2 separate regions of the Mus musculus genome follow, and region 2 is linked to region 1. Evidence: chromatin contacts called from public promoter capture Hi-C data. All regions are on one chromosome and are shown on one strand. The core of a region is the stretch at or near the end of the contact, and the rest is flanking DNA. Distances in the headings are between cores, read along the strand shown. Region 1 holds the start of Asrgl1 (asparaginase like 1). Region 2 holds the start of Mrpl16 (mitochondrial ribosomal protein L16).

What was found. Promoter capture Hi-C pulls out the DNA fragments that hold promoters and counts their contacts.
Region 2: a promoter capture Hi-C map of hippocampal neurons shows a contact between it and region 1, with 4 times the contacts expected there. A contact is called at or near these places in 3 of 39 promoter capture datasets (hippocampal neurons, liver and maxillary cranial neural crest).

The regions. Positions count from the first base shown.
Region 1 is chr19:9,131,688-9,138,818 of GRCm38.p6, reverse strand. It overlaps Asrgl1 (asparaginase like 1), which reads left to right and starts at 3,253. Exons shown (of 7, transcript NM_025610.3): 1 at 3,253-3,304; 2 at 3,832-4,032. The coding sequence starts at 3,265.
Region 2 is chr19:11,767,161-11,774,291 of GRCm38.p6, reverse strand. Mrpl16 (mitochondrial ribosomal protein L16) reads right to left here and starts at 3,877. Exons shown (of 4, transcript NM_025606.3): 1 at 3,768-3,877; 2 at 3,425-3,490; 3 at 1,269-1,417; 4 at 1-144. The coding sequence starts at 3,822. It overlaps Gm46655 (a long non-coding RNA gene), which reads left to right and starts at 7,006. Exons shown (of 3, transcript XR_001782678.2): 1 at 7,006-7,131.

The sequences.
Region 1 (7,131 bases), core at 2,004-4,503:
TAGAATTATGCAAGGCCCAAAAGAAACTCTCAATGGTTTTTTTGCAAAGATTGATTTCAGCAGTAAATAGATTAATATCAGAATCAGAAGTTAGAAAAATACTGATTGGAACTTTGGCTTTTGAAAATGCTACTTCAGAATGAAAAAGAGAGATTAAACCTTTAAAGGAAAGAGCAGTACCAATATAGGAATGGGTTAGAAATACAGCTGATACTGGATCTCAAGTTTATGATGCTAATCTGATAAGAGAAGTAATTTCTAAGTTTTATGAAAAATAAAAATGGCAGATGTTTTAGTTATCATAAGCAGGGTCGTTTGAAAAGGAATTGTAGGCAAAGCATTCCTAGAAACAATGTGGTTTTGGGGGTTTTTTTGGGGGGGTGGGTTTTGGGTTTTGGGTTTTTATTTTTGGCTCTTTTAGGAATAATCCAAAAAGAAGGTCTCAACCTTCAGGAGTATATAGAAATTGTGGCAAAGGCCAGCACTGGACTAACAAATGCAGATCAACAAGGGATAAGCAAAGTAACCCTTGGCCATCAAGGACATGCACAAGAGGGCCTCTCGAAGACCCTGATATAAAATTTGATTTAATCATTCCCTCTCAGCATCAGAGAAACTCAGCCACAGAGCAATTAAAAGATTTAATGCCTATTGTTTAAAACAACACTTCTCTGGGTAATCAAGGTCAAAACACCTTTAGTGGCTAAAACAAAAAATTCAGGAGAGATCAAAAGCAAGTGTTTTGGCAAACTACTATAAATGATCAGAGACCTAAGCTGAAAATACAAATAAATGGCATTGAAATTGAAGGCTTAGTAGACATGGGAGCAGATGTATCAATAATTTCACCAAAATCTTGACATCCAGATTGGCCTTTTCAGGGGGTAAATGTTAGAACTTTATCTCAGGTGAAACAAAGATGGATGGAGTGTATAGGGCCAGAAGGATAAATAGATAAATTAAAGTCATGTGTGGCTACTATAGCCAAGAATTTATAAAAGTGTGATTTACTGAAGCAATGGAAAACACAGATTAACATTCCTCCAAACTCAGAAATAAACCATAAAATAAAGAATGCTTCTGAGAAGAGTATTGTAAAATATTATCAAGAACAGTCACAGTCTGTCCAGGTTGTCAATAAGCAGGACAGGAATATAAGAATTACAATGATTCAAATTTTTAAAGCGGCTTGGGAAAGACAGGCTGAAATTCAAAATGAAAGTCTTCTATGGTCTAAAAATAAATACATGTAAACTTTGAATATATATAGAGGGAGTAGGAGAAATAGGTGTATTTATCCATTAAGGTATATTTAGTTTCAAGTTTTCAAAAGAATTTCTTATTTCAATTGAAATGTATTTTTTTCTATTACCAGAAAGCATTTTACCCTAGAAAAGATATAACCTGCAAAAAAAAAAAAAAAAAAAAAAAAAAGGAAGGGAGAAAGTCCAGGCCTGTCCTCTCTCCTGCTCAGTCATTGGCTGGTCAACTCTTATTGACAAATCAGAGACTAAATGGGGAGCAATGCTTATGCAACACTGAAGCAGAAGATACTTAGAATAAGCATTACAATGCCCTGTCTGGATTGCAACTAGATATGGGGACAGAGAAATCAGCTTTTGAATAATAGAAGGATAATCTTTACACGGTATACAATAAAAATTATGCCTACAAGGTTCAACTACATAGTAAGTTTGAGGCCAGAGTGTAATGTATGAGACCATCTCAATTTCTTTTTAACTAGAGCAAATTCAAACTCCTCTCTATAGCAGAGCCACTCTTAGAGCCTCACATTCTGATGTAAAGTCTCTCGAAGAAAGAGAAAGGGGTGAAGATATCACTAGTGGGAAAGCATAGAATACTGTGGAAGGAGGTGGACAGGCAACCAAGACTGGGTAATACCAGACCTGATGCTCTGGTTTCCAGAATCAAAGGCTGGTCCCTTCTCCAACATCTCTTTTGCATATGATCTTTCTTCAAGCAGAAATCTCTAATTATGTAGCAAATAAACACAATAAATGAAACCCACCCCAATGAGGACAAGACAAATCTACTCAAACCTTGCTAATGCAAAGGAACCAACCAGCCACTGGTTTTGGTAGAGACTCAGAAGCAGGCAAACGGGTAGGAAAGGGCTCTATGGGGAAACAGGCTGTGTCCTGTTTGGATGCTCTTGGCCTAGGGAAGCTAGGGATAGACTAACTAGAAAAGATGGCCCTTTGTGATGGTTAGGGGAATCAGATACAACTTTTCTCTAGTTGGTGGTAAGATGGAAACAAGAAAAAATATTAGGAAAATTGGCACTTACCCACCGGGTCCTGACCATTTGAAGCCATCTTTATTGAGGTTTATTGAGGTCTACAGAAGTAATGGTTGGGAAGTCTTACACAAGGTCAGCCCTTTTCATTAACATATGAGCCTGGGTTGCCCCACCTTAAAGAGAGAAGGACTTGCAAAATGAAAGTCTATCTTTGACACCAACTCATCTAGCCAATAAACAGTACAAAGCGATTGATAACGAAAATAAAATATTGCTTCAGTAAATTTAAAATTAGAAAACAAAGGTTGTGAGAAAAAAACAAACTCATAATTCAAGTAAAATTGCTTTACATAATAAAGCAGGGCATTCTTCCTAGGTGTCACTGCTACAGAAACCTGTAGATGTCACTGGCATCTGTTCTCCCTCTTTGACTATCAGAACAAAACTAGACTCTAGGATCCCTTTGGTGAATACGAAGTGTTTGGTCTTCTACCCCTGCCGCCACAACTGCTGGAAGCAAGGAAAGAAGAAATGTCAACAAAAAGAGGGCACTGAGAGATGAAAGGATTTAGAGCTGGCATCCCTAGACTTAGAGGAGGAGAGGAGCTGGGATTTCTGGGCTCTCAGAGTGTCTAATGAACAGAATCTGTCAAATTAGAGGCAGAGGTATACTTTATTTTCTTCTCTTCCGAAAGATTAAGATGGGGAACTTAAAGGGAAAAGGTTTTAATGTAGCATTCTAACTAGCAAGACTTAAGAGCATGCGATAATTTCAAGGCAAAGGAGACAAAGGGTCCCGCGTGCTACTAGGGAAGTAGAAAAGCAATGTTATTCTAGATCTGGAGTCCCGGAAGGCTGGTGCGCAGCGCTAGGGACCCCGGGGCTTTACGGTAACTCAGCAGCGCCCCGGGCCCCCACCCTCGTGCGCAAGCGCGGAACCGTTGCCTGCAGAGCGGTTGCAGGCGGAGCGGTTTGCTGCCTGGTGGCTTGGCCAGTTTGACATCATGGCGTGCGCCCGCGGCACCGTGGCGCCGCCAGTCCGAGGTATGGGAAAAGAAACAAGAACAAAAATGTAGGATTTACCAGAGACGAGGAGCTCAGGTCCGAAGGACGTGGGGAAGTCCAGTCCTCAGGGTACCCCGGACCCTAGGTGGAGTGAACTGGAACAGAGAGCACGGACCCCGGGAAACTGAGGCACAGAGAGATTCCTGGGAGGAGGGCTGGAGCTCTGATACATGCGACCTCAGTACTGGCGCCGAAATAGAGGCTGGTGTTCTCTGGGGAAACTGAGGCTGAGGGGTAGCGCTGTGGCACAAGCGCAGGCTCGGAGTCTTGACACCAGGCTTTCTGAGCCACAGATGCCCCTGCCAGGTCGGAGTGGGAGAGCATGGGGAGGAATGCTGGGAGGCTTGGGTCGCTTTGGGGTTTTGTAACAAAACTCTCACTGAGCGGGGGGGGGGGGGGGGGGGGGACGGACGACACTGAACGGAAACAACTTTGACGCTGCTGCTCACTTGAGTTGGTTCCCTTGGACCGGTACAAAATGACACTCGCCTCTTCCTGATGCCTAGCCTCCATCGATGTGAGTCTCGTGGTGGTAGTCCATGGTGGCGGAGCAAGCAACATCTCAGCCAACCGGAAAGAGCTGGTGCGCGAGGGCATCGCCAGAGCGGCAACCGAGGGCTACAAAATCCTCAAGGCGGGAGGGAGCGCGGTAGATGCTGTGGAAGGAGCCGTGACTGTCCTGGAAAACGACCCAGAGTTCAACGCAGGTAAATTATGCTTGCCAGGTGAATAATGCCAAATCGGAGCAAGTTCCTGTCCACACCGACGCGGTATCCTTCAGTCTGACTGGCTTTGTGGTCAAATAATACTCTAGAGCAAGATGCAGTGCTGAATTTCCTCATTTTGCACTAAGCAACTTGTTTTGAGAATTTTTTTTAAGTCTGTTAATTCGCCTTTTATATAGCCTGCCCCCTAAGAATTCAATACTAAAAGCCAGGCATCTTGTTGGAGAGCCCTCCATAGCCTGAAACCATCTTCAAGCCTCAGCCTTCCAAGTGCTGGCTTTACAGGTGTAGACTTTTGGTATTTGTGGGTCTTGAGGTAGACTCTACATACCATAAAATGTAGCCATTTCGGCTTTGAGACCTGTGTGTACATTCCCTCCCTCTACCCCTCTGCATCTGTGTGTTTTCTCTGCCTCCCCCAAATTAAGCTCAAAAATCTTGAAACAGATGCTGGGAGAATCTTTTATTATAATATCCGGTCCCTGCTAAACAGTAAAGTCACTAATCATCTTCTGACTAGAAAATTGACTCTGGATAGGTCTCTAGGTGGAGACTGATCATTTTACAGACCAAGCCCTAAGTGGGAATTTGAGATTTACAGCCCCTCTCATCTTCTAGAAAAGAAAAAGGGGCCCCCACAATGAAGCAATCCAAAAACTATCCCTGAATTTTGGGGATGGGAAAAACCTCCAAATTGGTGAGTATGGTCGTATGCCAGTCCCAGCTCCACAGCAAAAGTGGGCCCAATACCCAGCACCCTTCCAGACCCTGCCCGGTGTTTGTTCATCTCAGTGTTGAACTGCCTCCTTTATATGACACACTAGTAAGACATCTGAGTCTGTGAACTGCTCTAGAAAAGGAAGCCCTAGCAGGAGACTGGCTTGCAGTTGTCTGGCAGAAATTATAGAGAAGCTACTATTTAAAAATTGGCATCTGAAGTAAGGAAGCATTCTTGTGGGAGAAAACCCCTTAGTCTGATGTGGGATCAGACTCTTCAAGGCAGCTAGTGTCAGAAGGTCAGTGTCTGCCAGAGCATGATGTGGGGAGGGGACTCCCACATCACTGTCAGAAGGGAGGTGCTGAGAGAAGCCCCAAAGCTCTTTCCCACTCCTTCCTTCAGAAGAAATGAGTTTGTGTTTCCGAAAAGTCATAGAAATGCAATCAGAGTGAATTATTTTGTGTTTGGCCATGTTCTAGGAAAATAATTGTCATAATGTGTCTACAAGACCCAGGTAGCAGTGGTCTAAGAAATTCAAAAGACTGTACTCTCTAGTGCTGTAAAGTAAGCATAATTATTTTGTTTATCTATCAGAACACTGCTGATTAATTTACTGGGCAAACATTCATTTCTTTTGTTTTAAAATAGAAACCCTAAGATCTTAAGATTAAAATGCTTTTTAGAACTGTACCACCATCTGTCTTGGGGAAAAAAGTTTCAGGCTATCTTAACCAATTAACCATCACATATTTATTTTCCCAGAGGGTCTTAGCAGAGGCTGCTGAGATACTGGGATACCTCAGCTGGAAACAGCAGATGGGAAAGACAGTCCAGGCAGATATTCTGCTGTTACCAGTCCCACTTCGGCAGCTCAACCTCTTGACCTCCTTCTTTACAGCATCACTCATCTTTAGGCATCTGAAAGTGGGAGACAAGCAGAGAGACCGCCATGGGGAGCTGTTTTCTCTGTCTCCTAGCCTTTGTCAGGCACTCTGATACTTACTGAAAACTCTTGTAAGTTAATCTGTCTGTGGACTGAGGCATTTGAGTTCACTTTCAGGGTTGTTTCTAGACTTCCGGACAGACTACACTTCCAGAACCTTTCCTTGAAGAGGCTGGTTCGGTTAGGTCTCTGGTGACCTCTAACCTAAAAGGATCCCTCCTGTGACGGTCCATAGCCTAACAGGGTCCCTCCTCCACACTAGTTGAGGCAGTGCAGATCAGGGAACTTCTGCAGTTGCTCCCCAAGGTTGCCTCACTGTGGGTCTCCCACTTCCAGATGCCTAAAGATGAGTAGCCTGGACTCTGTCTTTTCCATCTGCTCTTTCCAGCTGTGGTCAGTAGAAACAGTATCCCAGTGGCCTCTGCTAAGATCGTTTGGGTAATTATTTGGAATCTTCAAAAACCTAACACTGGGTTCTGATAAGAGTTCCATGGCCCTAATTAGCATATATTAACCTTATCTTTGTGTGTGTGAAAATGTCATCTGTGTTTCTATTCATGTTTGAATGTGAACTTGGTTTTATATTCAGAACTTGTTCCTTAATACTTAGTTCATTGAAAAGTAACATTAAATAACACTGTAAAATTAAGCTTCTAAATGTCTATGCTAGATTTATTTTTATTTTTGTTTGTTTGATTGATTGATTGATTGATTGATTGATTGATTGATTGATTTGAGATGGAGTCTGGCATTTTCCATAGCTGGCCTCAAAACTCCTAAGGCTCAAATGATCTTCTCACCTCAGCCTCCTGAGTAGCTGGAACTACAGGCACAGGCCACCACACTCAACTTAAAAATATTCTTTAAAGATTAACATAAATGGGCAACTAACTAATTACCTTTTGCATTCACAGGAGTTAAGCTGTAATTACTAATACTTTACTTCTGCTACAATTTGGTTTGCTAACATGTCACAGCCTTTAAGATAACAAGATTGTTTTCCTTATCTGCTTTTTAATTCCTTGCAAGTAAAGGAATTTAATCTACAATAAAGATTAACTCAACATTTGTAAGTCCTTAACATCTATAAGATAAAAATCTTCCGTGGAAGCTCACACTGTAACTTTACTTCTCAGTGGTTCAGATCCTTTTTCTGACCTCTGAGGACACCGGCATGCATAAAGTGGACAGATAGACATACAGGCAAACACTCATACTCATAAAGTACAAATAAAAATACAAAACAAGGAATAGGCTGCTACATATTACAGGGCCAGAGTATTCCGTGAGTAAAGAAAGAGAGACACTGTTTTTTTCTACATATTTTTCCAATGATAAATGCAGAACATTGAAAATTGACATGCACTTTGAAGCACACAAAATTGTATTCATAACAAATTTATCTAAAATTTTTAGAAGC
Region 2 (7,131 bases), core at 2,628-5,127, 2.6 Mb before region 1:
CTGCCCAACACCTTTGCGAGTGATGGGCTTGAAAGGGGCTGGCACTCGCCAGATGGCAAACATGTTCTTGGGATCCATAAAGCGGTTGATTGTCAAGCGCATCATTTCAAAATGGCCCCAATGGAGATAACCACCGCCAAGTGCCTAAAAATGAACAGATAAATTAGAACACAGGGGGATTTAGAAAGTATGGCGTCTATTATCATGCCGCCTCTTTTATAGTAACTGGCTTTAATGATACACATGAAAAGTAGACATCTAAGTTGTAATTAGTAATATGGAGGAAACACCTAAGCTACAGTAATAAAAGACAGCAAGGATGGAATCACTCCCATGGAGAGCCCAGGGAGGACTTTTTACAGATGACACTGAAAGCTGAGGAGAGAATCCTAAGAACCAGTCAGAAGAGGACAGTCCCAGGTGGAGAAACATTGATGTAAATGCCCTGACACAACAAAGGGCTTGGTAGTTTAAGTAGAACCAGTGTAGCTGGGGTAGGGTAGGAATGCAGAGTGGGCATAAGGTTCTGAGAGGTCAGCAGCAGCGCTCAAGGGTACAGTGCAGGCCAGGGAAGAAGACTTCACCATCACTCTGGCTGCCAGAAATGCTAGCACATAGCCACCCACGGCACTAACATTATTCTTTACAGAAACCACTGTATAGAAACAGCATGAAGCAGGTGTTCTAATTCTCACCCACAAATACTTCATTTTTACCAGAGACTTGAAAAGATCTTGTTATAACTGGGGAACTGAAGTAGCGCCTTTGCTCTTTGCTTTTACAGCAACCTTCCTTACCGCCTCTATAGTTCCAACCCATCTGAAATAGTAAGTGGCCATCCTGCTGTAAACAACTTCTAATTTCAACTAAATATTTTCTGAAATAGCAAGATAAAAATCTAACCTTGCTAGATTTTTGTTAACACAATTTCACATGGATCTGAACCATCTACCTGTTCAGTGAATACCTGTTGTATAGGCTACCTGCTTGTTGGCCACTAGGTTATTGGATCCTTTACATTATCACAGGGCTTATAGACAGAATTCAGTGCAAACTCTCAAGCATCTAGTATGGGACTCCTGTGTTTTCAATCCTACACTGTAGAAAAATATATAACTCACGTTTCCTTGGGAACCCAGTAGCCTAGTTCTATATCTATTTAAAGAGCAATTGGAATGTGGATGTAGGTGTGGCAGTTCTAATGTGGAGGAAGAGACTAGAATCAACTCAAAGAGAAGAAAACTTTGTTAATCTCTTTTATCACTCACCAAAATTGCAAAATTGCCTTCTGTAAAGTCAGTGGCTTCAGTTGAAGGCCCTCGTATGTCCTTCAAATTTTTAGGTTCTCTTCTTACTTTTGGCACAAGTGGGACTCTTTCAACAAATTTAAGCTTGGACCTTTCAGGGATGGAGACATCTAGCAGGAGCAAAGACAATCAAGAATAAGTGAAGGTGCACGACGCAGAGGGCCTAATGAGTAATAATTCCAGCGGTTACCATTTGCCTCTGGATGTTTCTAGCGACACTGGACTCTTTCAGCTATAACAATGCTTACACAAATGTTTCTCAGCCAAATTCACTTATTACCCCCCTGTATGTTCAGCCCCTATTTGTAGGGACTGTTCTCAATTATTACTTCATTCACTGTTAAAGCAGCTTTGGTATTTTGAGATTGTTTTTTTTTTTTAAAAAAAAAATCCCAACTGTAGTCTCCCCTCTTCCCCCATCTCAATCTACTCATTCCTGTTTCTATTCAGAAAAGGGCAGGCCTCCCATGAATATCAACCAAACGTGGCATATCAAGTTGCAGTAAGACTAGGCACCTTCTGTCGTATTAAGACTGGATGGGGCAACCCAAGATGAAGAAAAGGGTCCCAAAAACTGTCAAAAGAGTCAGAGACAGCCCCGTTAGGAGTCCCACATGAAGACTTCGCTATACACCCACAACATGTACGCAGAGGGTTGAGACAGTCTTATGGATGTCATGTGATCACTGTGTAACCTCGAACCTGCAGGAAGTGCTGGACTGAGTGGTGGCAACCTTTATATTTCTTTAGGGCTTCAACACTAAACAGACAAATGGGGGAAATACAAAGTGAAGTATTAGAAATTGAAAACAAGGGGCCCACAAGATGTCCCAACCGGTAAAAAGCACTGCTTGCCCATCTGGGTTGGAGCCTTAGGGCCCACGTGGTAGAAGGAGAGAACTGACTCCCAAAAGTAGTCACAGACCTCCAGATATATGCCTTGACACATACGCACCCACACAAGTGCATGCATACAAAATAAATAAAAGGCAATTAAAAATAAAAAGAATTGAAAACAGGAGCATACATAATTTTCAGCTAGGCCAAGAAACATAATTGGGCAAGTGGTATTCTAATCTCTACTTTAAAGAAGAGGAACTTCAGTTAAAACATCAAAGCCAGAAGCATGCTCTTAAAAACCAAAACCAAAAACAAAACAAAACTCACTGCTCCTCTAGATTGCAAAAATACCATTAAAACAAAACAAACAAACGAAAAAAAAAAAAACCTTCTGTTGTATTTTTCTTGGTAAACTTACAAAGTAGGATTTTTCTTGTCACTATCCTCTATATGACATCCTGGGGAAAACAACTGTGACTCAAAAAAAAAATTAAATATGAGAAAGAATGGCTCCATGATAGAATAAACAAAACAGGAAGCCTCAAAGGGCCATCAGATCATTAATGGAATAATAAAGTTGCTGTTCCAAGTTACAAAAACTACTCTCCCTTCACTGACTTCTATGGGCAGCTACTGTGAGACCTGGTAATACGTTCTTACATCTGCAAGTTAGTATGCACTTCTAAGCACACACAGCACCTTATTTATCAAAAATGTTAGGAGTGTTTTGTCTGCATGTATTAATGTGCAGAAGAGGATGTAGGAACCCCTGAAGCTGGAGTCCCAGATGGTTATGAACAATCTTGTGGGTTCTGAGAATTGAACCTGGGTTCTCTGCAAGAGCAACAAGTGTTATTAACTGCTGAGCCATTGCTCCAGCCCACACAGTAGTTTAACAGTTATGTGCCGAAGACCCTCAGATGTCTAGGCCATTTGCAGTTTTGGAGATTTTAGTACATTAAAAAGTTAGATGTACAGGACTGCAGAGCACCTGGCTACTATTGCTAAGTGTCTGCATATCTGTACTATTATTTAGAAGATAAAAAAATCTGATATATGCCCAGTTAGTGCTGACTGGGTAGATCATGGGCCACACATCAGTGGTAGGATGCCTGGGAACTAGCCCAATAGTTATCTGCTTTGCAACATCGAGGGACTTCGCTGCAGTTTGCCTTCCTTACATATATCTGTTGAATCACTCAACGGAGGGAGGAAGCACAAACACACCTTCGATGCCTTTTCTCAGAGAAAAATAAGTGGAAATGACAGGTACTCACTTTCAAAAGTTGGAACTGGGAGGAGCGTCTTCAGACCAGCACTGGTGGGAAGGGCTGCCCAAGAATCTACAATGACAAATCAAACCATTACTGTTACACTCTGATCACTCCTGACAGAGGTGTCTAGAAGCACGGGGGTACGAGTTCCACTAAATGGGCTTCCAAGGAAGCAACTAGGCTCACGGAGCACCGTCTCCCGCACATGACCAGGACCCAGGCCTCCGCATAGTGGAGGTGGAAGAAGTAAGGAAAGCGCAGGACCTATCGCAGTAAGCATAGACTTTGGAATGTGGGGAGGAAGATCGGGGAAATGCCTTTTTAAAAGATGAAACAGGTTTCTGACCTGAAAAGTGCATCCGCAGGAGCGGCGCGGGGACGCGCGTCAACAGCCTCCACATGGCCACGCGTGTGCTGCCGGGTCAGGTTTCTCTCAACTACAACAGTGGCTTTTCCCAGTTCAGAGCTTTGCCGGCCCGCGGACACAAGACAGGAAGTGACGTCATCCTGTCCCACCTTTTATAGAGTCCTGACGGAAGTAGAGGAAACTTCCAGCACCTGGTTCTGGAGCAGGTTATCTGCGGGTTAAAGGTCCCACAGGCCAAGCCACGCCCGAGGTGTTTCAAGTTTCCGCGAGGGTCTTCTCAGTTTTTTTCTGTTTAGTGACAGCTCTGGGTTTTCTCCTTGGTGTAGAAAGCTGCGAAAGCCCGAGGTTTTGTAAGAAGTTGTTCCCTTAACTTTCCGTACATTTATGTCTCTTCTCTAGGGACATAGAAAGATGCTATTGATTTGTCATTGGCTTATTTACTGTGCGCTTGCTGAGTTTGGTCTTGACAAATCTATCAAAAGAGCTGTAGCTGGAGTTTTCAAGGTAAAAGCACTGGCTTGGGCATTCCCAACCGGCTGGGTTCGATCACCTGTCCTTTTACTTTTATAATTAAAAAAAAAAAAGATTTATTTATTTATTATATATAAGTACACTGTAGCTGTCCTCAGACACACCAGAAGAGGGCATCAGATCTCATTACAGATGGTTGTGAGCTACCATGTGGTTTCTGGGATTTGAACTCAAAACCTCTGGAAGAGCAGTCAGTGCTCTTAACCGCTGAGCCATCTCTGCAGTCCCACCTGTCCTTAATATGCTAATTAAAAGAAAGTAACCTCGAAAAGCCATTAATTTAAGGTAGCTTCATTTGAAATAATAAATGATGGACTCCAATGACCATTCAAGATCATTTTCATGGCCCTGATATGAGCTTTAAGCTATTTATTTATTTATTTATTTATTTGAGACAAAATCTCTATGTAGTTCTGGCTGTTCTAGAACTCACTATGTAGATAGGCTGGCCTCGAACTCACAGAGATCTGTCTGCCTCAGCCTACACAGTGTGGGATTAAAGGCATGTACCACCACACCTGGCACCTTTAAGTTTAACTAGTGGACAAACTGGGGCATCGAGTGGGGAGTCCGCTAAAAAGTATGCATAATTAAGCAGTCCTGGTCTAGGCTGATCATTGCTTCAGTTTTGGTTTGGTATGGTGGTCATCTCAAGCTGGCATAGATTAACAGGATTAATTTGTTTCTATAAATGATCAGTTTGGTTTCAAGATTTAGCCTTGTCTTCACAGAAGAGGGGTAATGTTCTGTCTTCAAAGTTTTTCCTTTAAGAAATCCAAGAGAAGGAGCTGGAGGGATGGCTGGGTCGTTAAGGGGATTGGCTGCTCTAGTGAATGGACCACACCATAATTTAATAAGGAAGGGAAATGAAATAATGTATAATTATCCTTTTGGAAATGTTGGACATATAATTTTTCCTGAGGCTGGAGCTTTGTAGTGATTAGAACAAGAGGATTTGTATCTAAGCTTTTAGGAGACAGATGAAATTAGCAAATGAGACTGATGTCTGTTGTGTTTAAATCATGTTAAATCTGTGTGCTCTTAAGAATTAATTTCACAAGCAGTAAGTACAGCCTTCAATGCTTGTGGATAAGATATACTGGGGAAATTGCTTACAAATCTATTCACCTGTGCAATACATCTGCTTCCCAAGTATTAAGAGACTCTACAAATCCACCCCAGGACACAATTTAACTTGTTTATTGATATTCCTCCTTCTGCGCTGGCAAAAGGCCACATTTTGAAAGACCTGAGAGTGGTCAGAACTCCAAGTCCCCTCTTTTTAAAAGAGATGTAATCCATTCCACGACAGGTGCCACCCATGCCAGGAAGGTCAACAAAGGTGTGATAAGAGGCAAGCATCTTGGTTGGGAGGAGTGTAAAAATGAAGAAATGAAGAACCTCCTCCTTCCTGTCTTATCTTCACTATTATCTCTCTACTTAAAATAGCACTGAGCCGAGGGACAGTTTCCACTAAGGTTAATTCAGTGTTGTATTATGTAGTATTGGGCATTTAGATTTTGAAATTATGTTCTTTGTAACTATAAGGGACAATTTAAAAAGATATTTGCATATAAACAAGACATTTACATCTATGTGCAGGTGCCCACACTGGCCAGAAGAGGGAGCTGTAGTTGCTGCGCAGATGCTTGTAAACTGCCCGTACAGGTCCTCTGAAAGAACAGCTCTTAACAGTTGATTCATCTCTCTAGTCACTAGCAGTTGCCATTCTTAAGTGGGAGAGTAATGAAGAAACACAATAGCAGCAAGAAATAGCAAAATATCAGCCCAACCCTTTCTAGATAAAGGTAGTGAACAAAAGCTGGGTGAAATAGTTGATTAAAGTTGATGTGTGATAACATCTTCCAGTCTAATGGATTATAAATCACATAGTGGTGATATGTCAGTTTTCATTTCTTCATTGATGAGTGATATCTAGCTTTCCCTCATGCTTTTGATTTCAATGTTTGTGATTTGCTTGTATGTATGCTAGTTTGTTTTTTATATGCACTTGTTCATGTTTCTCTTATCAATTCAAAACTGTTTGTTATGTCTCATAGGCAGATTCCCGGTTTTAATTTGTGTGTGTGTGCTGAAACTAGAAAGGGGACCAATAGGAGGAGAAGTCTTAAGAGAGAGAGTTGGGGAAGGAGGAAAGAGAAGAACAAGGGATAGCAGAATACATGTGACATGAAAGGATGAGAGGGAAATGGAAAGGTACCAGCAGAGGATGGGGCAGGGAGAGGATCAAGAAGAAAATGTTTGTGAATGCCTCATAACAAAGCCCATTCCTATGTATACGAATTTAAAAAGAATGCGTATTTTAAAGCCTGTGTTATGTGTTGAATTTCCTAACTACTGCCTAGTTTTATAGATTGAAACCATCTTTCCCACTCTGCAGACTTGCCTTTTCTGTGTCTCCACTGGAAGGAGTAGAAGGTTTCATCTATTTGGTTCCAGTTTTGTTTGTTTCCTTCCTTTCTTCCTTCCTTCCTTCCTTCCTTCCTTCCTTCCTTCCTTCCTTCCTTCCTTCCTTCCTTCCTTTCTTTCTTTCTTTCTTTCTTTCTTTCTTTCTTTCTTTCTTTCTTTTCTTCTTTCTTTTTTTTTTTCTTTTTGTTTTTTTTTTTGAGACAGGGTTTCTCTGTGTAGCCCTGGCTGTCCTGGAACTCACTCTGTAGACCAGGCTGGCCTCGAATTCAGAAATCCGCCTGCCTCAGCCTCCCAAGTGCTGGGATTAAAGGCGTGCGCCACCACCGCCCAGTGGTTCCAGTTTCTTAAGAGGGTGTTGTACATAGGTCACTTACATGCCTAA